Regions from separate parts of the Mus musculus genome. Here region 1 is linked to region 2. Evidence: chromatin contacts called from public HiChIP or PLAC-seq data. All regions are on one chromosome and are shown on one strand. Each heading gives the region's core, a stretch centred on a gene start, on an enhancer-like site or on the middle of the called end of the contact. The rest is flanking DNA. Distances are from core to core; before and after follow the strand shown.

Evidence for each region. HiChIP or PLAC-seq counts read pairs in DNA pulled down with a chosen protein or histone mark.
Region 1: a contact with region 2 is called in an H3K27ac HiChIP or PLAC-seq map of embryonic stem cells, with 3 times the contacts expected there. The contact joins the promoter of E430018J23Rik here to the promoter of Mapk3 in region 2. A contact is called at or near these places in 1 of 484 Hi-C or Micro-C datasets (embryonic stem cells), 3 of 115 datasets of contacts at active chromatin or transcription factors (astrocytes, embryonic stem cells and microglia) and 1 of 9 other capture datasets (liver).

Annotation. Positions count from the first base shown.
Region 1 is chr7:127,387,963-127,395,862 of GRCm38.p6, forward strand. E430018J23Rik (RIKEN cDNA E430018J23 gene) reads right to left here and starts at 5,659. Exons shown (of 3, transcript NM_198011.2): 1 at 5,291-5,659; 2 at 5,039-5,152; 3 at 2,874-4,553. The coding sequence starts at 5,474. The coding sequence ends at 3,466. It also overlaps a transcript of Zfp764 not described here.
Region 2 is chr7:126,754,403-126,761,279 of GRCm38.p6, forward strand. Mapk3 (mitogen-activated protein kinase 3) reads left to right here and starts at 5,224. Exons shown (of 9, transcript NM_011952.2): 1 at 5,224-5,416; 2 at 6,329-6,511. The coding sequence starts at 5,244.

The DNA.
Region 1 (7,900 bases), core at 4,409-6,908, 630 kb after region 2:
TACAAAAGGGATATTATCCTATTTGTCATCATTCAGAGCTGTTTGTACTTTATAAAAAAAGACAAAGAAACCAGGGATATGTTGGTGGAGGCACAGTGTGGGGTAGGTGAATGGGGTACCTCTGTGAGCTCATGCTCAGGCATCCATTCCTCCAGAGGGACCAGCTCACGATGGTACAGTATAGAACAGAGTTCATTTAAGGCATGGGGAGGAGAGTTGACTGCTTAATAGAGACAGAGGCAGGGAGACAGAGAGAGAGGGAGAGAAGGGGGAAGGATAGAGGGATTGAGAGAGAAAGAGAGAGAGACAGAGAGAAGGAGTAGAACACATATAGAAGGGGGGAGGGGAATGGGGAGAGAAGGGACAGAGCAGAAGAGGATTAGAGAGCAAGAGAGCAAAAGGAGGGAGCAAGCAGACCCTTTTATAATGAGTCATGGCTGTTGGCAGGAAACTGGGGCAGAGCCTAGAAGAAATGTTAACATTCCCACATTTTGGTTTAATTTTAAAAAGGGAAAATTTCAAAGTGGTGATGGTGAAGCAGGAGTAGGGTTGTCATGATGTCTGACTATCATGATGTCTGACTACTTCCTGCTGACTTTGGGGTGACATGTGTCTGGGAACCCTAAGAAAATGAGTATGGGGAAGTCGGTCCAGTCTTAGCAGAGTTGGCTGTTTCCTTGCTGTCCAGGGTCTGTAGAACCATCTATGGAGAGAGAGGAAGGAGCAGGTCCAATAGGTGCATCTGTGCCTGTGAAAGAATATGGGAGCACTGGTGGGTTGCTTCTCTGGAGCTGTCCTAGATGTAGTAAATGGCTGGACTTGACAAGATGCTGAAACACACACACACACACACACACACACACACACACACACTCACACTCACACACAACAAGTAGAGATGAAAGTTAAATAAATTTGGCAGAGAAACATCTTTTCTTAGGAAATTTCTTGAGGAAATGCCTCCACGAGATCCAACATGGTAAGCCCATTGTTGGCGGTGCCATCCCTGGGCTGATAGATCTGGGTTCTGTAAGAAAGCAAGCTGAGCAAGCCAGTAAGCAGCACCCCTCCAAGGCTTCTATATCAGCTCCTGCCTCCAAGTTCCTTCCATGTGTGAGCTCCTGTCCTGATTTCCTTTGGTGATGAACAGCAGTTTGGAAGTATAAGCTGAATCAACCCTTTCCTCACCCACTTGCTTCTTGGGCATGATGTGTTGTGCAGGAATAGAAACCCTGACTAAGACAGGTAGTAAATGAGGACGTAGGCCATTGATTTGGCAGGTGTACTTATCTGGATGGTGTCTACTTGGTCCAGGAGAGGTAGATCTGATTGGGTTTCCTGTAGCTTATGAGTTTATAAAAGAGATAGAATTGATAACAACATGAACAGTCTTTAAGATGAAGTTGGATAAAACAAAAGCTTTCCTGGAGCAGAAGGAACAAGAAGGGATTTTTCCTTCTGTCTAGGAGAATGAATATATTACATTTAAAAGACTACGGAAATGTAAAACCTGACTAGCAGGCAGACATAGAGATGGGTGGGAGGGCAGGGTGAGCACAGCCCACTTCCCACTTGGGGTAGGGTCAGATATCTGCCCCAGGAGCCTCCTCCTGACTTGGAGTATTCTTCAAGCTGCTTCCTCTCCCAGGCATAGAGGAAAGGCAAACAAGGTGATAGGCAAGGAAGAACTTTAAAAGCCATAACATAAAATACAAATGAGGAGCAGAAATTGTTTATGGGTTTGTTTGTTTTTTTCCTTCTTTGCCATCCAATTTCATACAAGCCCTCCTTGATTGAGAAAATCCTAAAATCCACTGTCTTCCAGACCTGGTTCTCTCCTTCCAACACTGAAATCAAATCATGGGAGTTGTAGCTGTGATCTGATCTGAACCTCGTGTGTGTGTGTGTGTGTGTGTGTGTGTGTGTGTGTGTGTGTGTGTATGTTTGTGTGTGTGTCTATCTATCTGTCTGTCTGTGTTGGGCATCGGGCTATACACAGACTGCCTGGTCTCTAGTCGAGCTGAGGTGTGGAACCCTGGGACCCGGTGGTGATAATTCACCTAAATGGGACAGAAGGAGTTCTCTCATGTCTCCTGGTACCCTGGCTCCTGTGGAGGTTTTGGGCCTGTCATCCCCCTCAAGAGAAGCATGGTCCCAAGCAATATCCCAAGCTTCTGACCTTCAGGCTAAACTCCTCCCCAGTTACCTAGCAACAGTAAAGATAGCAGCCTACCATAAGAGGGGCTGCTTGGCCCCTCCTCACTCTCTTGCTCTTACTCTCCTCTCTCTCCCTCTTACTCTCTAGCCTTTCTTCTCTCCCTCCTTTTCCCCCATCTCTCTTCTTGTCCATGGCACGTCTCTCTCTCTTTCTACCTTCTCTCTTTCCCCCTGCCTTTCTACATTAAAGCTCTAAAACCATAGACTGTCTCTGTTCATCAAGGCCCGCTGCGCAGACTCTCCCGTGTTTACCTCTCTCCCTAAGCCCTTTCTCCCATAACCCTGGGGCACAGGGTGTCACCCTGGGGCCCCTTGGCTTCCGGGGCTGCCCTTTGTCCACCCCTACTGATTGTGGTCAGTGGCTTAGATGCCCACCTGGGGCTGAGTTGAAAGCGTCTGGCAGTCCTCCCATGTCAGTCTGCCAAGAGCATAGGAGTAACTCTGGCCGGACCTGGGCTAGCCTCCCCCCCCACTCCCACCCCCACTTTCCCCCACCCCCTTTTAGTTCCCACATGTCTGTCTGTCTGTAACTGAGGGCAGCCTTAAAGTTCAGAACATCCTTGTGCCACCAGCTACCAAGTGCTGCAAGCAAGCATGTAGCGGCACACACAGTGTATGTAGTACTGAGAATGGACCACAGAACTCTTCTGTCTTGTTTGCTGGGCTGAATATTTTGGATTTTTTCCAGAGAACCTAGAAACTTGGGCCTTTGGTACATGTCATAGATACTTTGGTTTTTAAACTGTAATTAATTACAGTTGTAACTTTATTTTTAGATGCAGTCTCAGGTGACCCAAACTGGTCTCAAATTCCTGATCTTCCTGTCTCTACCTCCCCAGTGTGGGGATCACAGGCAGGAACCACCACGCCGGGCTCTTGACAAGTAACTCAATCCCGGAGAATGCATCAGGCTCAACCCACACAGAGCCATCAACTTTAGCCTCTGCATTAAAGACACGATGACTTCAACGAGGCTCTCTTCATCCTCAGGCCCCTCAATACTTCTGAGCCAGGAAAAGGCCCTCGCTTCTCATGGAGCTCTAGTGGGGTTGCCCAGCCCAGCCCAATAGACGCCAGGACGACGGTACATCCGGAGTGTGTGCAGATGCATCTGGAAACCTCCTAGAAGACTGTACCCGGTGCTCAGACCAGCAGTACCTAGAATGTCTGTGACTTCAGGAAGATGCCATAGGTTCAACCCTCTGGGCCTCAAACAATGTACATATTTCACCCTCTATGTTGGTGCCTTTAAGACCATCCCCCACACTCCTGGAATATCTCTGGATAATGTTGGAAGCCCACAGGTGGATCCGGGTCCTCTTGGCTAGGGTCTAGGGATATAGATAACTGACTGAATTTTTTGTCCTTATGGCCTTTAGCTCCTGGTCTATGGACCCACTGGTGCTTTGTCACAGCTGACTTCGTGGGAAAGCGTCTGCCACACTGAGGGCAGGGGTAGGGTCGTTCACCACTGTGGGTCCGCCTGTGGGCTGCCATGTCAGAGCTCTGTCGAAAGCAGCGTCCACAGTCAGGGCATGAATAAGGCTTTTCACCCGTGTGGGTGCGCATGTGACACTGAAGATATGCGGCCCGGGCAAAGGCTCTGCCGCAGTGAGTGCAAGTGAAGGGGGTCACACCGCTGTGTACCACCCGCTGGTGCTCACGGAGCCCAGAGCTCTGGCTGAAGCAGCGTCCACAATCAGCACAACAGTAAGGCTTCTCCCCAGTGTGGACACGGAGATGGGCAATGAGGCCAGAGCGATGCGTGAAAGCTCGGCCACAGTCAGAGCAACAATGAGGCCGTTCCCCTCTGTGTATGGCCCGGTGAGAGCTCAGGGAAGAAGGCCGGCTGAAAGATTTGTTGCAGTCAGGGCAATGGAACGGCTTTTCGCCTGTGTGAGTGTACATGTGCGCCACCAATGTGGACCGCTGGGTAAAACTCTTCCCACAGTCAGGACACTGATGCGGCCGTTCCCCTCGGTGTATGGCTCGATGCATGCTCAGGGAAGAAGCCCGGCCGAAATACTTGTCGCAGTCTGGGCACTGAAATGGCTTTTCACCTGTGTGAGTGTACAGGTGCTCCACCAGTTTGGACTGGTGGGCAAAACTCTTCCCACACACATGGCACCCATGACGCTGGTCTGCTTTTAGGATAGGGTTGTGCACCGCAACAGTGGGGTGCCCCTGCTGAGAGTTCTTGAAAAGCAGCTCCAAGTTGCAAGAAGGGGAAGCAAAGGAGGGGCGTGGCTCCATAGGCCCAGCTTCTGGAGAAAGTATCTTCTTGGTTGCCTTGGTCTCTTCCCTTGGTCTCTTCCCTTCCTTCTCGTGCCTGCAATCTGCTGGGAGACCATGACAAAGCTCAGACTCTGACTCTACTGCCCCTCGATTCCCACAGCCCCACATGGAAACAGGGCACAGGAGGGGAGAGGCCACAGCATCTGAGCATGCGTGGTGCACAGATGTCCAGATGCAGCATAAAGAAAGGTGTCTGTGTGGTCCCCATTCCCAAGTGCAGTGAGCTAAGCACTTGTCAGAGGTGGACAGCAAGAACTGAAGGAGACTCCAGAACGCAGTCACAGAGATGGCAGCAGAGGAGTGGGAACGAGGGGCTACAACCTATACAGCCTAGTGACCCTGTAGATATGAGGTGAGAGCACTGGACAGAACCCTTTTCAGATGAATCCAGGGGCCAGCCATCATGGCTTTGGCCAAGAAACAGAAAAACAGGGAAGAAACTGCCAGGCAGTAAGTGCAGTCACTAGAAGACACCACACAGGCTGGCAACACAGAAGTTTCCCCAGGCAAGTACCCAGTCCTTCACCTGAGTGGACTTCTGTCCTGCACATGGCCACCTCTGGCTCCTGGGCACCGGGTCCCCACACTTCGGACTCTTCCTCCACCCAGCAGATGAGCGCTGGTTTGTCGCCCCCGACTTCTGGAGGGAAAGATAGCAAACCCCACGAGTCAGGTCGACCCACTTGTTACGACCACCCGTACCCAGGGAACTCCGATCCACCGCATGACCCACAGTGTCAAGGGCTACGCGAACCCAGGCGGCCAGGAAGGTTCTCACCCAGAGAGGCCAGGAGACCATAGGTCTCGCGCATCACCTCTCGGTACAGGGTTCTCTGCGCCGGCCGCAGACACCTCCACTCCTCCGGGGAGAAGTACACGGCCACGTCCGCGAAGCTCACAGTCCCAGGCTTAAGGAATGCAGGCCAAGCGGAGGCCCTTTCCGGGGCCATCCGCGGCGCCATGGGGACTCCCCGCACTGTTCCGTGATCTGCCTGGCGTCCCCTGGATCGCCTGCCAGATCCTAGGTTGCCGCGGTGGGGTACCAGGGCTGAGAAAGGACATATATCAGGTCCGTGAGCACCCTAATGTAGGTGAAAATTGAAGATTCCTAGAAGCAGGTACAGATGCAAGACGTGGTGATGAACTCATAGAAATGGTAGCAGTATTTGTGCATAAACGTGTGGGGGCGGGGCGGGGCGGGGCGGGGCGGGGAGTAACAAGAACCTTGATCCCTGGGGTCCCGCCCAAGGTTACGTCACCGGATTTCCTGGGTCATTGTTTTCTAGCCCTCATCCAAAATGGCCAAAGTGTCTACAAGTGCCAATCTAAGACCAAGACTGAAGTGGACGTGCCTATGTGGGCGGGGACTCCAGGACCGCGAGTATCGTGCAGTTGAGGAATGGTACAGATTCTGTGTGTTCACACCACTCTCAAGTTAAGCTAGGTGGAAGCAGTCTGTGAATTTTGGGTTGGGGTAGAATCTGAGAAAACTCATTTCAGAGATAGAAGTTTAAAAATGAAAGCTTTATTTCTGTGCACGCGTATGTAGTGGCCAATTTGGGAGCTGAACAGCATCCCGGAACAGAGCTTATATAACGTTTTCATAGGATGAAAACACAAAGCAAGGGGGACTTGGGTGCACTGTTGCGTTAGTCAGTCTTTCACACAATGGGTTAAGCAAGGAAGTTAACTTTGGTGACTGGACCTCATCAGCGTCACTTTGTTTCAGGTTCCTTGATTTAGCTTTTGCAGCCAGGTCGCATCCTGGACTGGTCTGGAATTTAGAATGATAAGGGAACAATGGAGTGGGCAATCTGCACATTTATGACTTGTGTGCCTTAGTTTAGACAGCAAATAACAGCAACATCCCTCTTTACAGCCTTTACTGGATAACAAACATGAAACACCTAAAGTCACAGGATAGTTGTTAGTTCCAGCCTGGGATCCTGAACCCTGTCAGCAAGATGGAGGTCCAGCAATGGCTGGACTCAGGAATTAACAGGTGTTTGGTGTTTTTCTTCTGGTCAGTGTATTGTGGAGCCCCAGAAAGCCTGTGGCAGGAAGAATATTAATAAGCTAGAAAGTATAGCAGTCTCAGAGGTTGTTTCCACCAGCTTGGTCTACACATCTCAAAGTAGTTGAGAAATACTGTCCTTGACACATGTCTGAGATCATAGAGCTGGTCTTTGATCAGCCAGGACACTCGGAACATTCACGACCTAATCTTCTAAAACTCTACATCTGCCCATCTGGATTTTTTTTCCCCTTCACTTCCAGGAAGGAATTAAAGTTTCTGGGAAGATTGTGAGATTCCCATGAAATATCCAAGAGAGGAATGAGGCCCTACTCACGGTCATATACATCCAGGTTTTCAGTCTGGTTCATTGCTATTTTAATATAAAATACCTACCTATGAAAGGAATCTTGGCTGGGCAGTGGTGGCACACGCCTTTAATCCCAGCACTTGGGAGGCAGAGGCAGGCGGATTTCAGAGTTTGAGGCCAGCCTGGTCTACAGAATGAGTTCCAGGACAGCTAGGGCTACCTAGAAAGCCTGTCTCGAAAAAACAAACAAAAAAAAAAAAAAAAAAGGAAAAAAGAAAGAAAAAAAAGAAAGGAATCTTATCTGTACTCAGCATCATTCACAGCAAATGTTAATTTGCTAAATTTCTTTCTTTCTCACTGGGGAGGCGCTTCAGCCAGACTTCAGGACAAGGGGCTATCTTCCTTTGTCATGCACCCATAATTTTCCCTGCCTTTCTTCTATGTCTTGGTGCAAATACATTGGGTCAAGATCAGGTTTCTGCTCACTGTACTAAACTTAAAGATGGAGCAGGTATGACTTCCCATGGCCCAGAGTGATTTCAGATCTCCCAGCAGATTGTGCCAAGGTCCGAGTGACACAGGGAGCTTCGGCTCTGGGAGGCTGCTGACAGTGAGTGCCCAGGATGCATGCGGTGCACAGCTATGGCAGAGCTTTGGTGGGAGTGCTGCTCTGGGCTGTCAGCTGCTGTCTTCAGAATGTGAAACCCATTGTTCCAAGCCCCTCTGCCTTTTAAAGTTTCAGTCGGATGATCAGATGTTATCTGATGGGCCTGACACCAGCATCCTCAGCGGCTGTGTGTCTGTCTGACGAGTGTTCATAACCAGAATACACAAAGAACTCAAAAAACAAACAAAAAAATCCACATATGACCCATTCAGAATAAGGGCATAGCATCTGAATACAGAGTTCTAAAGGGAAGAAATAGGAATGACTAAGAAATATCTCCAGAAATGTTCATCATCCCTAGCAATTACAGAAATGAAAGTCAAGACAATGTCTTTTGAGATTTCATCTGACCCCAGCCAGAATGGGAAAAAAATAAATAAACAGCTTAACTAACAAT
Region 2 (6,877 bases), core at 3,974-6,473:
GGGGGGGGAGAAGAAGGGGGGAGGGGAGAAGGAAAGGAAGAGGAGGAGGGGAGAGGGAGAGGCACTCAGAATGCAGCAAGTCTTTTGAAAACCTCAAAGCCCACCCGCAGTGACATACCTCCTTCACCAAGGACTCACCTCCTCATTCTCTCAAACAGTCCTACCAACTGGTGGTCAGTTACTAAAATCCATGCATCTATGGGGACCATTTCCTTTCAGATCACCGCTCTTACCCATGAGCTGCTGGAGAACACAGTTCCCAGGTCCTTTCGTTCTCTGAACTTCAATGTCTGCTTTTCCCCAGCTAAACGTGAACGTCATTTCCTTCATTTGGCTGGTGCGAGGATCGCAGGGGATGGTATACATGAAGGTGACAGGTGGAGAATAGATGATCAGTCTACCTTAATTAATACCTTAAAGAGACGAGGTCACTTTATGTAGTCTTGGAACTCGCTATGTAGATCAAGCTGTCCCAGAACTCACAGAGAACTGCCTGCCTTTGCCTCTCAAGTGCTGAGATTAAAGGCGACCGCCCACTACTTTAGTTAAATGTTGGTCTGTAAAGGAGTCTGAGAAATCCCAAAATCCCAGCCCGATCCTTAAAGGAAATTCCAATCTCAGCCACTAGGGGGAGAGCGCAGTCGCGCTTCCTTACCCAGAGGCCTGAGGGTGGTGGCATGCCCCGCCCATCTCTCCAGCCTTTCCTTTGCACAGGAAAACTCTGCTCAAGAAACCCCACTTAAACAGAACCCCACGCCACTTTCTGAGTCACTATATCCTCCTGCAGTAGCAATGTGATCTGGCAAGAGTCGCTCTAGGGCTTTCACTACTTCCTGAGGAGCATCCAAAGTCCAAAGTCTGCCTAAAGCTAAGACCTTCATCAGTCTGGGCTGCCTCTAGAGCTATCCTGGCCCTCCTGTAGATCCTTTTCTGCAGCTGCCAGACAAGATAGGCTCCTGCCTCTATCCCTTAGCATATGTTGTTCCCTTTCCTCGACGTCCTCTCTCCATTTCCAGCTTCTGCAACCTCACTTATGTTTCAGTGACTGAAGGCTACCTCCTCAGCCATGGGGTGATGACCCACACCTTTAATCTCAGCACTTCCAAGGCGTGAGTTTGAAGCCATCGTGGTCTACAGAGTGAGTCCAGGACAGCCAGGGCTACATAGAGAAACTCTGCCTCTAAAAACAAAAATAAATACATAAAATAATGAAATAAAAGGCCACCTCCCCAATTCTCCTGAAAGTGACCTTGCCCCCCTCCAGCTTTTGGGGGTTTACCTTTGATATATTTTCTCTTTATATGACCCAACTTGGTCTTGAACCTGCCTCAGTCTCCTAAGTATTTGTGTTTATAGGCATTTGCCATCACAGCTCCTATCATGAGGTTTTAATCCAGCCAGTCTGACTGCAGCAAGTTCCAGGTCTTCAGTAAGAGCCTGTATTATACAGCAATCTTCCATTAGCCGAGCCCAGAATGTTGCTCAAAGTGCCATATAATTAAGCCTATCAAAGCAATTACCAAAGAAGTCATCGATCTAATCGGTACCTCTTAAACTTTAGTGACGTGGGAGCTCTGGGGAATCCGCAGCTCAGCCTCATTGACCTGAGCTACATACAGTGCTTGGCTCTCTGAACACTCACGATTGGTTCTATTGTCTCTTGATCTGTAACTTGTACAAGCACTTTTTCCCAATACCCTGGAGAGAAACAAGCCTAGGCTCTGTGTGTTTGTGAGGCTCCTGGATCACTCAGTTCTGGAAAATGAGGTGGGATGGCAGCACCAGAGTGTGGCTTCCATGTGAGCCGTCTATGGTTCCAAGACAGTGTGGCATCTGCAAAAGTCTCTGTGTGAAAAGTACTTGAGTCAAGTAGTGGCCCCTTCTTGACTCAAGTCAGCTAACTTAACTCTCAGACTCCCCATATGTTAGATGATTGATTCATTTAAAAGTGTCAGGCTGGGAGAGACGGCTCAGCAGACCCAGAGGGTCTGAGTTGCCAGCACCCGTATCAGGCGGCTCACAACCAACTGTGTGTAACTGTATGTATCACACAATTCTGAAAAACCCACAGTGGGCTATACCCTTCCTCATCACTCACTAATTAAGAAAGTGCCCTACAGCTTGTTTTTTTGAGACAGGGTTTCTCAGTATAGAAACCTGGCTGTCCTGGAACTCACTCTGTATACCAGGCTGGCCTCGAACTCAGAAATCCGCCTGCCTCTGCCTCCCAAGTGCTGGGATTAAAGACATGCGCCACCACTACCTGGCCTTACAGTCATATCTTGTGGAGGCATTTTCTCAACTGAGGTTCCCTCCTCTCCAGTGGCTCTAGCTTGTGTGCCTGCACAGGTGGAGAGCCAAGTGGTTCATTGATTGCTCGGGGGCCAGGGCAGGTCCAAATCCTGTGGGTGCTGCTGGCTACTGAGATGCCTGGTTCTGGGTTCTCCGACTTTCCAAATCTGATGACGCCACCATCACAACTCTAGCCTTGCTAAGCATACAGACCCCACCATACCCTCAGGGCCAAACCTTGTCAGTTTATGGGGGCTGGAGAAATGGCACAGTGGTTAAGAGCACTACCTTCTCTTCCAAAGGTCCTGAGTTCAAATCCCAGCAACCACATGGTGACTTACAACCATCCATAATGAGATCTGACACTCTCTTCTGGAGTGTCTGAAGACAGCTACAGTGTACTTACATAGGAAAAAAAAATAAATCTTAAAAAAAAAAAAAAAAGCCAGGCGGTGGTGGCGCACACCTTTAATCCCAGCACTCCAGAGGCAGAGACAGGCAGATTTCTGAGTTCGAGGCCAGCCTGGTCTACAGAGTGAGTTCCAGGACAACCAGGGCTATACAGAGAAACCCTGTCTCAAAAAAAACAAAACAAAACAAAACAAAACAAAACAAAACAAAACAAAACAAAAAAACAACAAAAAACCCCTGTCGGTTTGAATTTCAGACTTAAGTGAGTATGATGTTACAGGTCTGTAATCACAGCACCTTCACACATACGCACTTACAACACAGACACACAAACATTAAATAACAGAACACATTTTAAACATGCTTAACATTGGTCTGCCAGGCACTGGAGGTACAATAATGAACATGATATGATCCCTAGCCATCCATCTGCAGGGACCAGACGGAACCTAGAAGCAAAGGAGTGATTTTTATTTTATTTATGCACTTAGAGACAGGATCCTGGGGCCGGATAGATGGCTCAGTGACTAAGAGGCTGTTCTTCCAGAGACCCTGAGTTCAGTTCCCAGCAACTACATTCTGACTTACAGTCATCTATGATGGCATCCAATGCCCTCTTCCGATGACAGAGCAGTCATATACATAAAATACATAAACAAGCCTTTAGAGACAGGAGCTCACTGTACAGCCCAGGCTATCCTCAAACTGACAGTCATCCTACCTTGGTCTTCCAAGTGATCACAGGGTTCTGGTTGTTTTTGTCAAATCTAATTATTTTATTAAGTAAATAATGTGTAGAGGTACCTGAGTGCAGCATGTGTATGCAGGAGCCCTCGAAGGTCAGAAGAAGATGCTGAATGCCCTGGAGCTACATGCTTGTGAGCTGCCACGTGGATGCTGGGAACTGAACCTAGAGTCTCTGCTGAAGCAGTAAGTGCTCTTATCCCTGAGCCATCTTTCCAGATTGTCAAATCCAAACTTAAAAATGACATCCTTAGTGCTGGAGAGATGTGTTAACCTTGAAGAACACATACCGCTCTTCCAGAGGACCCAAGTTTGATTCCTGGCACCTATATCAGGTGGCTCACAACCTCTTAGAACTCTAGTTGCAGAAGGTCTGATTCCTCCGGCCTTGGTGGGCACCTGCACTCATGTGCACATACCTGTAGGCAGACATGCACGTAATTTTTAAATTCTATTTTATTTATTTTGTGTGTGAATATGTGTCTGTCCACATTCATGCTATAGCATGCTTGTGTTGGTTGGAGGAAAACCTGCAGGAGCTAATTCTCTACTTCCATTGTGAAGGTCCCAGAGATCCAACTCAGATCTTTGGGCTTGCTTGGCAAGCATCTTTACCTACCCAACCATCTTACCAGCCCAGCGTGGGGGGAGGGGGGGACAGAAAGACAGAGACAGACAGAGACAGAGAAAAGGTGACAGTGAATTTAAATTGATTTAGTTACCTTTGTCCACAGCTACCACCCTTTCCCTCCTTCTCCCGTGAAGTGAGCTGGGTTGCACGTCCTCTGGGCAATCAGGCAGAGGATTTGTACGACACTGGGGCCTCAGCACACACCTGAGCCCCCCTGCAGGCCTGTGTCTTCACACTGGAGTCAGGACCGACTTCACAGCTTCACAGTGCTGCCTGCCGTCCACCACCCTCCAGATTGCTTCCTCATTATAAAACGTAAGATATACTCCCTCAGCAACTCAGGGTGGCCCACTCCTACCAAGTCTGACAGCCTGAATTGGACACCTGGGACCCACATGGTGGAAGGAATCAGATGTCCTCTGACCTCCACACAGGCTCTGTGACATACTTACGCTCCAACACACAAAATTAATAAATGTGGCAAATAAACGAATAAGAAATTATGGAAGCTGGGCATGGTGATACATACAGCTTCTAACTAATCCTAGCACTGGCGAGTTAGTATGTTGAGGCCAGCCTGGTTACCTAGTCTACATAGTGAGTTCTGGAACAGCCAGTTCCATGTCAAGAGACCCTCTTAAAAAAGAAAGAGAGAGAGAAAAGAAAGGATGGAGATGTGGCTCAGTGGTAGGATGCTTGCCTAGTAGCATCCTGAATCTGTATGATGGCTCAGGCCTAAAGGCAGGAGGATGTGTTCAAGGCCAACCTCCACCACATAGAGAGCCTTTGGGGCTAGCCTGGATTACCACTATCTGTTTAAATGAAACAAAGATGTGAGGCAGGTCTTCAAAGGTTAACTGTAAGCCGGGTGGGTTCCCTTAGCATTACTGAGGGCCACTGGCCCCTGGGGCTGCAGAACTCTCTTGGCAGACTAAAGTACCCTAGTGGCCAAGGCAGGGAAGGAACAGCGTAACTAGGCGGGAAAGCCGGGTGCGCGCCCAGGAGACCATGTGACGTCTCGGGCCCGCGCAGGCTCGCCCGGCAGGCGCGGGGGCGGGACGCGCGGGGGCGGGGGCGGAGCCTGGCGCGCGGCCCCGCGGTGACAGGGCGGTAGGGAGGGGCGGGGCCGCGGGCGGGGCAGCGGGGGGAGGCGGGAGGAGTGGAGATGGCGGCGGCGGCGGCGGCTCCGGGGGGCGGGGGCGGGGAGCCCAGGGGAACTGCTGGGGTCGTCCCGGTGGTCCCCGGGGAGGTGGAGGTGGTGAAGGGGCAGCCATTCGATGTGGGCCCACGCTACACGCAGCTGCAGTACATCGGCGAGGGCGCGTACGGCATGGTCAGGTGAGGGGGCGTCCCGGGAGGGGGCTTCGGAGCAGGGACAGCAGGTGTGTGCTCGGGACATGGGGGGCTCAGGGAGTGTCGCAGGGGAAGTATCGTGCAGTGACTTCTGGAGGACTAGGCGCTACTTTCTCCAGGGAGGGGGGTTGGAGGCTTTGAAGCCACCTTGTATTGTTAAGGGAGGGGCACCTGGGGGACCCTAGAGATAAAGGTGGAGCTAAGAGGATGAAGGGGGAGTGAGGGACCCACGAGCAGGTAGTGGGAGCCTTGGTTCCCCCCTGATGAGGCTGTGACAGAGAGTTTGAGAGAGGAGAGCAAAGCTCAGGGTGGGGCAAACCTTTGCACCTCTGCCCCTGGCAAGGCTAGGGGCCCAAAGTAGGGAAGGGTCTCTAGAATGTGCCTTATTTTGTGGTATACGGGTTTGTGAGTTCTCGCTGCCCCACTGTGTGCTCTGCTCTGGGCCTTTGTTCCTATGGGAGCAGCTCTGACCCAGGAACCGCACAGGGAGACCTGCCTGCCCCTCCTTATCTCTTCTCTCCTGTCCCATTACTGAATCCTCTAGGCTTCATCTACTTTCTCCATTTAACTCCTATCCCCTGGACCTGTCTGGGATTGAGAGAGTCCAGCTTGGGAAAGGGGAGGAGGGTGAGGGCAACTAGAATGTAAGAGGGTCCAGGAGAAAGGAAGTCGGTGAGTGGCCACTCTCTTCCTCTGTTTGTGAAGTCACTGAAAGGCTGCCTGGCTGATACCCAGCTTTCCCCTGGAGATCCCAGGCCTTCACAGCAGGAAGGAGCCAGCATTGTTTACATTTGGCCAGAACCCTCTCCTCCTCTCTCCAGTCCCTGCCAAGACCTGGGTGGGGCCAACAGGCCTGGATTCCCCCTTTGTAAGGCCACATCTCTCTGGCCCTCTCAGCTCAGCTTATGACCACGTGCGCAAGACCAGAGTGGCCATCAAGAAGATCAGCCCCTTTGAGCATCAAACCTACTGTCAGCGCACGCTGAGGGAGATCCAGATCTTGCTGCGATTCCGCCATGAGAATGTTATAGGCATCCGAGACATCCTCAGAGCGCCCACCCTGGAAGCCATGAGAGATGTGTATCCTTCACCTTAGCCACAGCCCCAGAGTAAAGCTAGGGAGCTTGGCTCTGTTGTCTGTGGTCATCTTTTGTACTACCCTCCAAAAAAAAAAAACCCCAGCAAAGTAACTTTTTAGCAGAGAGTCTACAGAGCATGAGAGCACACTGGCAGGCCTTGGATCCTGGTCTGTCGCAGCCAAGTGGAGTGGCCTTGAACACATCCCTTTCTGCTCTGTGCCCCAGTATGGTGTGTGGGGAGGGAGAATGCTGTGGAAAAAACGATCTCTATGGGAGCTTTGTCTTCTGACATCTGCAGGTCTGTGACATGACCCAGTCTCTGCCCACAGCCTGTTCTTGCTCAACAGACTCACGATTCTTTCTTTAG